Regions from separate parts of the Mus musculus genome. Here region 2 is linked to region 1. A link is a contact called in public HiChIP or PLAC-seq data. All regions are on one chromosome and are shown on one strand. The core of a region is the stretch at or near the end of the contact, and the rest is flanking DNA. Distances in the headings are between cores, read along the strand shown. Region 1 has its middle 80 kb from the start of Gm27211. Region 2 holds the start of Unc13c (unc-13 homolog C).

Region 1 (7,424 bases), core at 1,532-4,031:
TGTAACTCAAGCTCATCCCAAGGTAAATGGTGCACACTACCTTCCAGTTTTTCAAGTGGCATTTATGAATCAACTTTTAAAACACACTATATTAGAAATGAAAATTTTACTTCCAGAAGCCTGCAATATCCTAAATGGGTGTTGTCCTCCAAAAATAGCAAACTTGGGATAGCTTGGCAGGATGGTCTCAAATACAAAAACAATCTAATAGATAATATAATTGGGGTGGGTTTTGATGTTTTGCTTTGTAAAGCACAGCAGTACAGTGAAGGGTAGACACGGTTTCAATTACATGCTAGCAGCCAGCAGCCTTAGCCTGGGGGACCACCCTGCCTTTTTATTGACTTTTTTTTTCAAAACTACATGTTTTGGGGTGAAGGGTGCTCTCTCTTAAATGCCATGTGGAAGGCATAGCAAAGGTTCACACTTATTTTCCCAGCTATTCTGGACTGTATTGTCTCCCAACATAATAGGTTGGAGGGCCATTAGGACGAATGTGGTCCTGCTGGCAGCCTCATTTTCAAAGTCTTCAGATCCATGAGAGAATAAATAACTGTCTAAAGCTACTGAGCTCTCAGCCACAACAGCCACAGAGTAGCTCGGGCTGTGCCACTCTCTGTAGATTGGCAGGATCTCCTGCATGCCTTGGAACTGAGAGCAAATGAAGAGTGTATTTCTAATAAAACCCCTGCAGGCAGCTACCTAATCATTAATATCCTCCCTCTGGAAGGTTCTCTGAAAGCCATCTGTCTCCGCTGAATCATTTTAACCATTCCTCTGTTGTTTGGAACTCATTGCAAAGTGAGAAAGGCTGCCTCCTTTTTGTTAATCTGATTTGGGTTTTAGCACAAAACAGAACTGAAATGTATCTTAGGTACATGAGATCCAAAAAACCAGAAGGGAGCTCCCAAGGCCCCTTCACTCCCTCTTAAAATACAGAAGGACCGTTACCCACAGTGCTCCTCAGCCCTCTGCTGGCTCCTCTCTTCTCCAAGTCCTCTAACAGAGCACCCAAGTTCAGGAAGCAGCACCCAGGTTGGACAGTTCATAACCTTGTGTAACTCGAGACTCCGTGGGATCCAACACCCCTTGCAGTCATGTGCAAATACACACACACACACACACAGAGAGAGAGAGAGAGAGAGAGAGGAGAAAGAGAGAGATGCAGAGACAGATTCAGAGACACAGAGAATTAAAAGTGAAAATGTTAAAACCCAGCAATAGGTTACATTCCAGCATTCTCATCATAATATATAAAGATTAGGCCTGTGCCATTTTATGGATTGTAGACAGCCATTCCTGCCCCTTTATTCTGTGTTAACCGCACTCCCTGATTGTTAAGACTGGTCACTGAGGCTGCAGAGACAGCTCCATGTAAAAAGTCCAGGACACAGCAGGATAACCTGAATCGAGTTCCCAGAAGCCGTGTAAACCAGGCCTGGTGACACATGCTTGTAATACCACTGCTGGGGCAGTGGGTGACATGAAAATCCCTGGAGCTCCCTGCCAATCCACCAACTCCAGGTTCAAGGAGAGACTTCAGCTTGAAGACTAAGGTGGAGCCAGGTATGGGGGCACACGCCTTAGAAGCAGATGATCTTAAGAAGGAGACAGAGGCAGGCAGGAAATGTGGGATAATGACCGCTGTCCACACTTGGAAGCTTTTGCTGAAAGGGAAGCTGGCAAGATCCAGAAGTAGTTAGAAAGGTCAGCAGAATTCAAGAGAGAAGGCTAGTCCCCAAGGCCAGTTTTTCAGTGAGGGGACAGAGTTTAGAAGCTGCAAAGCATCTGTCTTAGTTTACATCCTGTTGCTGTGATAAACACCATGACCAAACAACTTGGGGAGAAAAGGGTTTGTTTGGCTTGCATGTCTCATTGCAATCCATCATTGCAGGAAGCGAGGCAGAAACTCAACCAGGAGCAGAGAAAGGAACCAATGGGAGCACTGCTCACTGGCTTGCTCGGCAGGCTTCCTTTAGCTGCCCCTAGGACCACGCATGTGAAGCCTACAGCAGGAGAGCGCTGTACCCAAGGTGCTTACCCGCCAGTCAGCTGCTGAAATCTGAGGGATGATCAAACATGGCAGCAAAGATTGTAGCTCCTCAGAACCCAGCCTGTTTTAAAAGCTTGTCTCCTCAGCTTTTCTCTAAAATCCTCTAACTTCAAATTCAGGATTCATTTGCTGAAGCCGTTCACACACACACTCACCGGCAACCCTAGCCTGTGGCACCAGGCAAGGCTGTTTCTTGGGAATTGAGTAGAGAGGAAAAAGGCAATGTTCTGCCCCCAATATGTCTATAATTTGACAAGTCAATTTTTCTCCCTCTGCTTTTTCATCTGTCAAATTTGCAGAATAATTATCATATGTAAGACAAACCAACATATCTGTGTAACGCGCACAGACATTTTTGTAACTATTCATTCTCTCTCGTGTTGATATGCGCTCAGTCATGCTCCTTGAGTGACGTGTGTGTCACGCTGCGGTTCCATGTTGCGCTAGATGCCACATCCTTCAGGAAAGAAAGCAATCACTCAAAGCCACACCCCCATCCCGGTGGGTGCAGGGGATGAATGGTTTCTTCAGAGGTGGCTCAAGCCAGTGGGTATTCGAAACATAAAGTTCGGAGTGCATGGCTCACACACCACTGCAGATGAAGTTGGAAAGCCAGCCAGGGTGCAGCTTCCCTCCTAGTAAACAGCCTCTCCTCTGCTCTCATCCCACATCCATTTGCATTGCTAAGCAACTCCACAGAGCCCCACTGCTATTTCTGGTTCTGGGTTGATAGTCACAGACACCTACAAGGCTACCTCCCACATGCCACGTTATCTTTAGGTTTCTCTTGTGAGCAGTCATAGGCATGACCAAGTCACAAGAACAATGCTTCATATTCATACAAAAATTGTCACCAACAAACTTCATCACAGAATTTTGTGACTCCTCAAACTATCCCATGAAGTGGCCTCTGACACTGTCACCGTATGGGGAACGGGTCCCCCTAAGGATGGACACCTGAGGAAGGGAGACTCAAAGCAAATACCACTTCCAAGTTTCCCATCCCTAGCCAGTCAGCTTTGCTGCAATAGTGTGCCTCAGTTCATTTATTCATAAAATTTGACGGATGTTTGACTTGACTGTCTGTATTCTGAATCTACAGTTGTGTGTGGGCCTGTGAACTTGTGTGTGTGCAGCCACACATACATACATGTGGCACAAGAGAATAGCCTTGGATGTCATTCCTCAAGTACCATCCAATGTTTTTCTTGACATGAGATACCTCACTAGGAACTGGGGCTTACCGACTCAGCCACTAGCCAATGAACCCCAAGAATCTGCCTGTCTCTCCCTCTCTAACATGGGATTACATGCATACACCATGCATACACCATGCATACACCATGCATACACCATGCATACACCATGCATACACCATGCATACACCATGCATACACTATGCATACACTATGCATACACCATGCATCTGGCTTTCACATGGGTTCTGGTGCTTAAACTTGGGCCCTAACATAATAAACAAAGGTAAACACTTTACTGACAGAGCCATCTCCCCAGAGGTGACTTCATACTTTTTATGGTACTGAACACTTTGTACCCCATGAAGAATTTTAATTTCCTTGCCTCCTAGTGACTCATAGCCTCCTTGTAACTAATTTGGAAAATGGAAGCAAAGAGAAATTTGTACTAGAAAGACAGATTAACATAAGTAGAAAGTCAGGGAGATAACATTATTCAGAGAGGCCCTGGAAAATTCCACAGCAGCCAAGAAGAAGATATCCTTGATTCAAAGCTTTTATTGTGTCTGTCGCCCCCACCTTTCTGGTAACCTCCCTACATGATTCCTGAGTGTATGCAGAAGCTGCTACAAAGGCTACTCACAGTATCTAGATGTCTAAAGAGATCAAGCAGTAAGGAACGGTGCATTGCTTTTATGACTCTTAAAAATGCTCTCCACAGGGCCAGAGAGACAGCCGTGCTGTTAAGGAACCTGGGTTCAATTCCCAGCATGCTCGTGGTGGCTCCCAACTGTCTGTAATTCCAGTCCCAGGAGATATGATGACCTATTGTGGCCTTGACATGCACTGCATTCACATGGTACACATCGACGCACACAGGCAAACCATCCAGAAACATAAAATAAAAACATTTAAATGTAAAGTGAGAGAGAGAGAGACAAAGAGAGAGAGAGAGATCTGTGAGGAATCTTCCAGAAAAGAAAAGGCGCTGTGATTTCACATACACAAAAGGAATTTAGCCTGGAGACCAGAGCAAAAGATTCCCCTTGGAAGTGGCTTGCAGGGACTGTGAAGGAGCGAGCAACCCGGTCCAAGCCAGCAAGTAGATACAGAAAAGCAGAAAGAGGCTCCACTCCCACACATTGGCAACCTTTCTAGTTTGTATATAGGTTAATACTTTTGTTTATCCCTTGCCTTTCTTTAAACAACAGCAACAACAACAACAACAAAATGATCTAAGGCCACTCATGGAAAGGGATTCGAGGGAGCAAACGGAAGGAAACTCTCAACAGGAAAAGCTGCAGGTTGTTGTTGTTGCTGTTGTTGTTGTTTTTTTGTTTTGTTTTTTTTTTGTTTGTTTGTTTTTGTCTGTTTTTAATATGGGTCATCCTCTATGAAACAGCCAATTGTTTACACAAGACACTTGACATCTGACTCCAGCACCAGTGAACCTGAAGCTGTCAGCTCTGGAGCTATAGACTTGACTCAGGAGAACTCTCTTCAGGCCACTGAGGCCTCTAGCTCAGGTCCCAGCATCCCAGCCTTTCCCTTCCCTGGCACATTCCAAAATCACAAGATCACAAACTAAGACTGACCCTCAGGCAATCATGAGACAGAACTTATAGTGATGGTGCACATGACTTCTGCAGTCGTGAAAAGCCTCCCAACCCCAAATCTAAGAACAAGAAGAATGTATGGCAGACCAGCACCCAATGGTTGGGCCTGGACTGCTGTGTGTACCCCATCAGAAAAGCTGCAGTTTTAAGAACAGTTATCCATCCTGTCTGTACATCCAGGAGGCCCTTCCATTTTTGGGTGTCCTCCTCAGTTTCCTTTATCAGGGTTTTGTAATTTTCAACTTCAGAGGTCATAAAGACTAGTGGAGGAAAAAAAAAAGAATCTCCAGAAATAACACTGTACATTACAGCCAACTCACTTCCAACCAACTTGCCAAAAACATATATTAAATAAAGGACAATCTCTTCAAAATTTACTGCCAGGAAAACTAAATATTCATATGACAAGAAAGAAATTTGACCCTATCTTCCACTCCATTAAAAAACAAACAAACAAACATTAACTCAAGGGGCTGGAGAGATGGCTAAGAAGTTAGGCACACTAGCCGCTCTTGAAGAGGAACCAGGCTGGGTTCCTAGCACCCATATGGTGGTGCACAACCTCCTGTAACTCCAGTTTCAGGAGATTTGATGCCCTCATTTAGCCTCTGTCAGCTATGCACTGCTCACACACACACACACACACACACCTCTCTCTCTCTCTCTCTCTCTCTCTCTCTCTCTCTCTCTCACACACCCACACACACACACACACACACACACACACACACCCCTGAATAAGTTTTTAAAGACTTAAAATGAGCCAGGTGTGGTGGCGCACGCCTTTAATCCCAGCACTCGGGAGGCAGAGGCAGGCAGATTTCTGAGTTCGAGGCCAGCCTGGTCTACAAAGTGAGTTCCAGAGAAACCCTGTCTCGAAAAAACACACACACAAAAGACTTAAAATGTATTATTACACATTCCAGATCTAAAATTATCAAACTAATAGAAGACACTTAATGATCCACTTCAAACTTTAGTGCAGGCAGTGGGCAGTGGATTTTTTACAAGAGTGCAAAAGGAACATAGTGCTGTGGGTCTACATACTAGGGGAGGAGCTCAAAGCTCTGGATATGCTTCTTAGAGGGAGGAGCACAATTGCCATAATTGAGCCATTGCTCCCCCGGGACATCTGAGGGAGGGGAGCTGTAACCCCAGCCTTCCCTGGAGCCGCTGTGTCTCCTGGGGAGACTGCCTACACTCATCTATTCTAGGCCTAACTCCCAAAGGCACCTTTGTTTCCAACCCTGTCATCTTGCCACCACTTCTTGGCAGCCGGAACCTTCCAGCTTAGGGTACACTGAGTGGTTTTATATTTAATTCCACTCTCAGCCGAGTGATGGATGACGACAGGTGCCTTGGCAAGTGGCTGTGTCAGGTGTGATCATAAACATCTTATCTTTATTCATCAGCCAAGAACCTCTTCCAGGGTTTCCTGACATGGTCAAGGTCAAGAAGTCTGTTCTTGGTGTGTTGGAGACATCTATTGTAGCTCTGAGCTGTGGCTCCACTCTAGTCTATAAGCCTCAGAAACATGTAGTTTCAAGTAAGGAGGAGACAGAAGAAGGGGGAAGTGGCAGGAGACTGAATGATGCTCTCGTATTTGAAAGCTTTTGGTGAAAGAGAAGCTGTCAAGATCCAGAAGTAGCTAGAAAGGTCAGCAGAATTCAAGAGAGAAGGCAAATCCACAAGGCAAGTATTTCAGTGAGGCATCAGAGTTTAGAAGCGCCAAGACATCTGTCTTAGTTTACATCCTGTTGCTGTGATAAACACCATGACCAAAACAACTTGGGGAGAAAAGGGTTTGTTTGGCTTGCATGTCTCATTGCAATCCATCATTGCAGGAAGCGAGGCAGAAACTCAACCAGGAACAGAGAAAGGAACCAATGAGGACACTGCTCACTGACTTGCTCAGCAGGCTTTCCTATACTCCCCAGGACCACCTGTCCAGATGACACCTACATCAGTCATAAATCAAGAATAAGCCTCGCTGACATGCCCACGGGGCAGTCTGATGGAGGCAGTTCCTCAGCTGAGGTTCCCTCTCCCAAGGTACGTCTAGGTCTGAGTCAGGTTAACAAAAATTGATCATCACCGCATCTAAGGTCAGAGGTGTTCTTAAGTGTATGTCATTTTTGCAGTTAGCAAGGGTAGTGAGGTAGTGCTGAGTGAATCCCAACAGGATGGGGAGTACTGGAAAACAAGAGTGTGAAAGCCACTTACAGCCCTTACAGCCACAAAGTCATGAAGCCGAGAGGTGCTGCTCAGCTTCAGGGAGTGATGTCACCTGAAGGAAGGCTTTGGCTTTTGTGCAACGTCTCCTGAGGAACAGAACAGAGCTCAAAAAAACTCTCCTACCTTAGCCACATTCTCTCTGGTTCTCTCACCTAGTCAGTTGCTAACTCTTTGTGCTCTTTGTGCTCCCACTCTTAGCCCTTCAACTCATCCCCCTTCCCCTTCCTCCTACCCACATAAGAAAGCTTTGTGTCTCTTGTTTAGATTTATTTTTAAATTTATGTGTTATATGCCTATGTGTACATGTGTGTATGTATGTGTCTG
Region 2 (7,424 bases), core at 2,531-5,030, 700 kb before region 1:
ATGATAGCGAAATGGAGTCGCTCTCCTTTTTGACTCCAGCTCTGCAGTTACACTCCCAATTCTGCTCAGAGATCACTTGTGAAATGATCCAGACTCTCTTGGGAAAGCGCCAAGAACAGAATTTAATGTATGTGTTAATTGCCACCATGCTACTTACATGAAGTAAATCTTTTAAAATTATGCCTTTTCAGTCAGTTCTTCCAGGTCATTTATTTTTCTCTACATTATTCACTGGCTTAGAGCTAGAAACATCAACTTCCTCTTTTACAATTGCTTTTTCCCTCAATCATCTTGGTAATAAATCATTTTTGCACATTCATTTGTGTAGACACCAAATACTGCCATCTGGCCTTGAGGATTGGTTATATGGGAATAGTTCGTTTTCTAATATTTAGCAACGACAATTGGTTTATTGTTACCCAACTGGAGAGTAGAGTCTTCTAGAAAGCTGAAGGGTTGGCTCAGTTACACAGGGTCTATTGGTGCTTCCTCTGTTAAGCTGGGCTGAATCATGTAAATCCATGCCTGTAATCCCAAGTATTTGGGAAGCTGAAGCAGGAGGACCACAAATTCAGAAATAGCCTAGGCAACTTACCAGGTCTCTGCCTTAGAGGCACAGCTCCATGCAGAGCCTGTGTGAGATCTGTGGTTCAGTCTCTTGTTCCACCATCAATCAACAGATTCCACAATGAAATCAATATTTCAGGTAACCAGGAGAGAAGGGTCTTTCCCTTTTTGATTTAGGGAAGTTTTATTGCTAATAAGAAATAACTCATAATGAGGCGTCTTCTTGTCTTTCGCCTTCCAAAAACATACCAAAAAAATTACCAACCACTTGGACCAGCACGTCTTAGGAGATGAGAAGTGGTTGATACCTTAAAGGATTTGTTCCTAAAATTACTGCCAGACTCTTGAGAGAAGAAACAGCTCTTCTATCAAATCAATCTTCTGGTAAGTTTGGGGGTATGTCCCTGTTAAATGTCAAGGGGTTGCCTGGCAGTTAGTCATTTCCTGTCCTGCAGTAGTATTTAATTTAACTTTCCCCAGGTCCTGCAAGGCACAGTGTGGATTTGGAACGCACATTGTCCTCTGATCCTTGTTACGTGTTATTTAGAGGAGACATTCTGCAGGTGGAAACTACCCAGGGAGGGCCAAGGAAGTTTTGCTTGGGAGTTTGGTATCGATGCAGACCACTAAAGACAAGGAGCTCCCCCACTCTTTGCATATATGCTGTAGTTTGTTTCCAACCCGTGTCCTCCAAATACATGACTTTTCCACGTGTAGAGCTCAGAACCATTTCTATTTTGATCTAGGACCAGCATCATGATCCTTAATCAGGGTTTATGCACCAGGTTTGCTGCAGCTCCCAATCCTACTTCCTCCCACGCCCTAAAACTGATAGTTACCACTCTGGTTCTGCATCCTGTCAGGGTCAAGTTGCAGTGTAGTTATTTCTCAGAGCTCTTCACAGCACCTGCATGCACACTCTGTCGTAGACCACACGCAGTCAGCATCATCTTCTACTTCCTTCTGCAGGTTTAAACACTGAGCAGCATCATGTCACAACTGGCTGAGGACAGGCATCCTTTGCATTATTCTGGGTGCTGAGTGCTCTTGGCTCGGTGTAACTGCAGCACTTTGGTTTGGTTCTTGTACACAAAGGAAAAGTCATAAGGACAGTTTCCTCCTTCGTGCTGAAGGACATCCTTCGAAACAATGCCTCGTCAAGCTTGGATGAGTAGACATTAAAAAGTCAGGTTTTGCCCTGTCATGCACTGTTAGAGCTCACCAGTTTTCCCTTGTTGCTCTCAAGCGCTTACAGCCGAGGGCAGCAGAGCTTTGTCCTGTGGCCTCTCTGGTGAGTTCCGATGGCGGAGAATACAATGCCCCAGTGTTTGCCCCTTATGCGGTTCATTAGACCTTGAGCAGCTGCTTGTGTCCATTAACAGGCTCTTAAGCAGCAGGTTGGGGAAGCTGTGCCGCTATGAAGCTAACCGTGAGGCTGAGGAGCTAGGAATAGAGAGGGCCACCTGCCAAGATCTGGCATAAATACTGTGTCAAATTGGGGAATATTTGTTTTCAAATCACATAATGTTATTGACTGGTTGTTATAGTTGGTAGGAAGAATACGTATGATGTGTATCTGTGTGTATGTTTACGTGTGTTTGTGTATGTGTGGCTGTGAGTGGGTGTCTGTATCTGTTCGTATGTCAGAGGACAACCTTGGGGGTCATTCCTCAGATGATTTCTGCATTTTGTTTGAGGTAGGGTTTCTCAGTGGTCTGGAACTCCACCAAGTAGATTAGGCCCACTGGCCAGTGAGCTCCAGGTATTCTTCTGTCTCTCCACCTTCTAGCTTGTCATTGATGGGATTAGAAGACTAAACCACCTGTGCAGGCCTTCTGCATGGACTCTAGGCATCTGTGTTCAGGGCCTTAAACTTGCACAGCAACCAACCGTTTTACTGACTGCCATGTCCTCAGCCCTGGAATGGGCCTTTTTATACAAGTTGTATCCAAAACTGTTTAAATGGGCTTCACTGGGTGTGTTCACTGCTGCTGCTGCATCTCACATGTTGATGGGAGTGTCATCTCTAAAATTGACATTCCTATTCCTATCCTTACATGGGCTGAAATAATGGCTTATAAGTCAGATGCACACTTTGTGCATCTGATTCTATCTTAGCCACTAGTTGATAGGATTTCCTGATTGGGAAAATACCATTCAATTATCGCTCGTGTGTGTGTGTGTGTGTGTGTGTGTGTGTGTGTGTGTGCGCGCGCGTGCACCATCCATTCTTGGTATAAAGATGCCAGGGGTGTAAACTTGTATCCCCGTGCTTATATGGTCAATGCTTTATATATATATGGGGAGGGGCTGAACCATATCTCCAGCCCCCATCCTCTCATTTTCTACAAAGCAAAGGAAATAAAATAAGTAAGCCAGAACACCAGATGCAGCTTAAAGCCTACAAATTATTCCCAGACTTGAGCTTCTTTAAGGCTCTATTTTAAGATGCAGTACGTTTTATATTTGTTTCAACAGGAGGGTTAGAGGATTAAAAAATGCTTAATTGATGGAAAGTAGGAGTGGTTACTCCCCCCACCTCCTCTACTCAGCTAAGCTAAAAGGAAAAGCAAGCCCCATTCAATTCTCAGCCAGATCTGGAAGACATTATTGCAGGAGAAAGAAAATCCTTTGAGCATTCATGTTTCTCTATTGCCTACTTTGATAAGTGTATGTGTGTCTAATCCTAATTATTGAGGGATCAACCTTCATATTTACAACTGCTTACAAAAAAAACCCAACAACAACAACCCAACAATAACAACAAAAAACAACCCTGCTGGGAGAGAAGGCCAAGGTATTGCCTCCCTCTTTAAAAAAAAAGGGTTCTGTTAAGGGTATCTTGCCAGACTAGACAGTGGACTTTGTGTGATTCCAAACACAGTCAATAGCATGTGAAATAATAATTATTATTAAATACCATGATTAATTTAATAATTATCTGTTTTACTAATGCAAGTAGCAAAATTGGCCCTATGGTGGTCACCTATGATCCCCACGGCCCCCGCCCCCACCCCTATATCCCCACCTCCCCTACCCAGGGATGAAGGCAACACCTGGCATCCACATCCATTCATTTCCCCAGCAGGAAGCCGTGACCCTGCTAGTGAGGTGTGCTTAAGTCGTGATGACCACACCTGGCAGCAGAGCATCTCTTAGGGATCCGGGCTGAGGAGCCTTCTCTTAGAGTGGCTCTATGCAGCTGGCGCAGCAGAGGGAGCCTGGACTCCAAGGGAGGAGGCTAGGAGCTCAGGTCTCTGCTGCAATCGGAGGATCCCGGGCTGCAGCCGCTGTGTGAAGTTCCCAGCACACACTCCTCGGCTGCTGCTCTGCACTGTCAATTGTGGGTGAGCCAGGACAACAACAAGGAGAGGGATCCCATTTTGCCTTCTTAGAGAAAGGGCTGAGAAATGAGCCGCCCAAGGAATCTGGCAAGGAGAGGAGTGAAAGGCAGATTCCTGCCAGCAGCTAAGTTGTAAAATTGCTTTGGAGGCTACCCAGGGAGCGCGATAGAATTGATAAGAGCAGCGCGCAAGCCGGGTTCCTGAGCAAAGGCATGCCCGGCTGCACTTGAGTCTGGGCGGGCGCAGGAACGCTGCCTGCGCCTCCTGCAACTATCTGTGGCTGGAATAAAGGAAAAGAGCCTAGGAACACAATTGCAAGGGGGATTCCTGGACGGAAAATACATCTACCCTCAAAGGAGGGGAACAACAACCCAGCTGGCCTGTGTGCGTTTTTAGAAGGAGAATCCCTCAGGTATGTTTTCTTTACCTCGCTGAGCTGCTTCATCTGCATGAATCTTAGCCTCTGTCTGTTTCCCACCCCAATGGTTCTTTCTCTCCGCACTTTTGAATCACAGTGCGGTTCTATCCATATAGGGGATACCCCTGTAAAAGCTTGCTTTTCTAGGCTCATAATCAATTATGATTTATTGGAAATCATGGTTTTGAATGCAGCATGATAACTGTTTGCTTAGTTTGCAGTCAACTTTCAGGGGAATTACTGCATAGGAGCAAACAAGGTTGGGCTAAGAGTCGGGGGTTCTCTTCAGTCCCTTAAGGTTTGGGAATGGGTGAAAATGAAAGTCAAAGAGATTTAAAAGTTGGGCGCTTCTAGGAAAGGGTTAAAAGCCAAGCCTGGTGTTGGTGTCACCTAAAGGTGTGCAGCTGAGCCTCAGGTCTGGGGTCAGCTGAGCTTTGGGATGGTTCTGCCTATCCAGAGCTGGACCAGTCCCTTGGGTGATGATCATAAAGATTTACTATTAAGAAGTGAGGTTGCTTGGCTCTGTTTTACAACTGTTCCATGACACAGAAGGAGGCAGTCTTTAAAAAAAAAAAATCCCAACCAAGACCCAGCTACATGAGTAGAACGAACTTCTGCAATTACGTCATCAGCATACTTGTATAATAAAGAGAAAGACCCAGCAAGAGTCATACCTGGGTGAAGTGACAAAGCCGAATTTCATCTTTCCCGTGAGGGCTTTAGAGAACAACATGAAAGAGGTGGGTGGAGAATGTGCAGAACTGTGAGTTTTTAAAAAGCTTCCGTGCTTTGGAGTTCATAAATGAAATGTCCCTAAGGAAAGAATTTTGCCATTTTTGACTCGTCGATACTTTCTTGTGTATATAAAATAGTTTCTAGATCTTCTGCATGTCTATGTGACAGGGTTTTTTTTTTTTTCTAAAGCTTTAGGACATTGACTTTTAATTCCTGTTCTACTTTTTAAAATGATATATTAGCTGCTATAGATTAGAACTAATAGGATTTAAATCAGTTATGCACCTTTGGCCATGCAGAAGATCATCACTCTGTTTTTGTAAAACTTAGCTTTTCTTTCTTTCTTTCTTTCTTTCTTTCTTTCTTTCTTTCTTTCTTTCTTTCTTTCTTTCTTTCTTTTTTTCTTTTTGCCAAGTGGCAGCAGTCTGGAGTACTGAGCTGGGCTTTACACCAAAATGAGGTAATGAGTTGTTACAAAGTCCTTGTTGGGATAGTGGAATGTACTAGAATAGGGTGGATATCTACAAGCAGCTGTTGAGATCACAAGAACAGAAGATAGAGAAAGGGTTTCTCTACGGGAGCAGGAAGCGCAGTGTGTTGCTTGGATTTTGACATGTGCTGTGGTGCAGGTCACCCATCTGTAGATGAGGCATCCTAGCAGAAATGTGATAATAATTTCAGAGCACTGTATAAATGCTTATCTTTAAGAATAATACACTGATGCCAAATTGGGTAAAGAATATCTGAATCTCATAGGCAAGTGAGAACTGATTTTTTTTCCAAACCCAAAAAGTTAATTTGTTTTCAAACTACATGGCATTTGGTTGGGATTTATTTCAGCAGAATCATGGACTTAGATCTGAGGGAGGCGAGGAAGATGCAAGTTTGTTTTCTAAGCAGTTCTTTCCTGTTGGACTTTAATCACAGACATTTTGAAACATCTTCCCAAGAGCTCAGCACCTGGACAAACCAGTGTGAGTGCAGGTGAATCGGAGGTGCGCGTGTGAAATGGGCCCCAAGGAGTCTCTTTCGGTGTACTTCTTCCTAACCACATCAACCAGTTTCTTCCTAGGTCCTATGATACCTCTTAAAGCTGCTCTTCTTTTAGTATCTAGCAATGAGGTATGTGGCAAACAGAAGGAGTTCCTTAAAAGCCCATGGATCATTGCAGACAGGTGCAAGCGTGGAGGTTCTTCTTGCAAAGACCGATTACTCGAAGTACTTTTGCGTAGGATAGGGAGTGATTGATGGTAGGGTCAGTGGAGAAGGAAACACTTGCATGTTTTTGCTCATTTAAGGCCAGCTAGTGTCTTTGAATATCTGTCCAGGAAGTTCCTACACTTTCCCCTCCTCCCTTCTCCTCAGCGATTGTAGTACATACAACTTCTCTGAGCTCTTAGGGGCATGGGACTCCTGCATTTTGTGTTCTCGTTTTAACACCTTTGGCTTCTGGTGTGTATTCTTTCATCCACTTAACATTTACTACACAAGAACTTTCCCCAAATTATTAAAGGCATTGAAATTACCTTGCCACGTGATGATGATATGCGTACAATCCTTGCTTTGAGGGAGGAATTTGGGGAATTGTAAGTGCATGCTAAATTTGTTTCTAGAATATACCTTTACAGATCTAAAGCTATTGTTTAACTGTATTGTAGCTGCCACCCAGTATCAACTTACTTAGTCATGTACATTTAGAACACTATCACTCAAGTGCTAATTGCAAACCCAAAAGATTGGATTGGTATCTTTTGCTATTGTTAGAAATCATTTCTGGGCCCACAGTTATCTGTGTTTGGATAATAAAGGCTTTAATTCCTTTCCAGCTGTTTTTAAAGGAGGTTTATTAATAGCCCTCTCAGCCTGTAGCTTTGGAGCCTGCAGAAGACTGAATACCTGGTGTTGGAATCACCAGAGATAACAAATACCACAGCAGTGTTTGTTCTGCTTCCGGCCTTTTAAAAAAAGAGTTAGAAGGAGCCAAGGAGATGGCTCTGCAGGTACAAGTGCTTGCCAACAAGCCTGAGGACTCGAGTTTGACCCCTGGGATCCACGTGATAGAAGGAATGGGCTGATTCCCATAAGTTGTCCTCTAAACTCTAGGACCGTGCCATGGTACGCACAAGCTTCCCCACCACAAATAAATATAATAAAAGGTGTTACATAAAACTTGTGAGGAAGACAGGAGAAGTTCTCCTAACGTCTTGAGCAGAAGTTTCCCAGAGGAAATGTAGTCATTCTGAGGACACATGGCATGATGCCTTTGCTACTCGTAAGGCTGGAAGTGTGCCAAGTGACATACACACTCCCGCCTCTTTGCATATTTTAGTTATGGTGTACCCGTTAGCCTCTGCATGCCA

What was found. HiChIP or PLAC-seq counts read pairs in DNA pulled down with a chosen protein or histone mark.
Region 2: a contact with region 1 is called in an H3K27ac HiChIP or PLAC-seq map of SST interneurons, with 11 times the contacts expected there. The contact joins the promoter of Unc13c here to the enhancer-like site in region 1. A contact is called at or near these places in 1 of 484 Hi-C or Micro-C datasets (cortical neurons) and 6 of 115 datasets of contacts at active chromatin or transcription factors (SST interneurons, acute myeloid leukemia, craniofacial prominence and 3 more).

The regions. Positions count from the first base shown.
Region 1 is chr9:73,269,153-73,276,576 of GRCm38.p6, reverse strand. No RefSeq gene overlaps it. Among named protein-coding and RNA genes, the nearest start is that of Gm27211, 80 kb to the right of the region's middle. Within about 2 kb of position 2,781, at least 19 of the 459 cell types and tissues checked have an H3K27ac peak or open chromatin away from gene starts, as enhancers often do. A contact at or near this core is called in SST interneurons and cortical neurons, where this site is marked.
Region 2 is chr9:73,965,393-73,972,816 of GRCm38.p6, reverse strand. It overlaps Unc13c (unc-13 homolog C), which reads left to right and starts at 3,780. Exons shown (of 33, transcript NM_001081153.2): 1 at 3,780-4,323.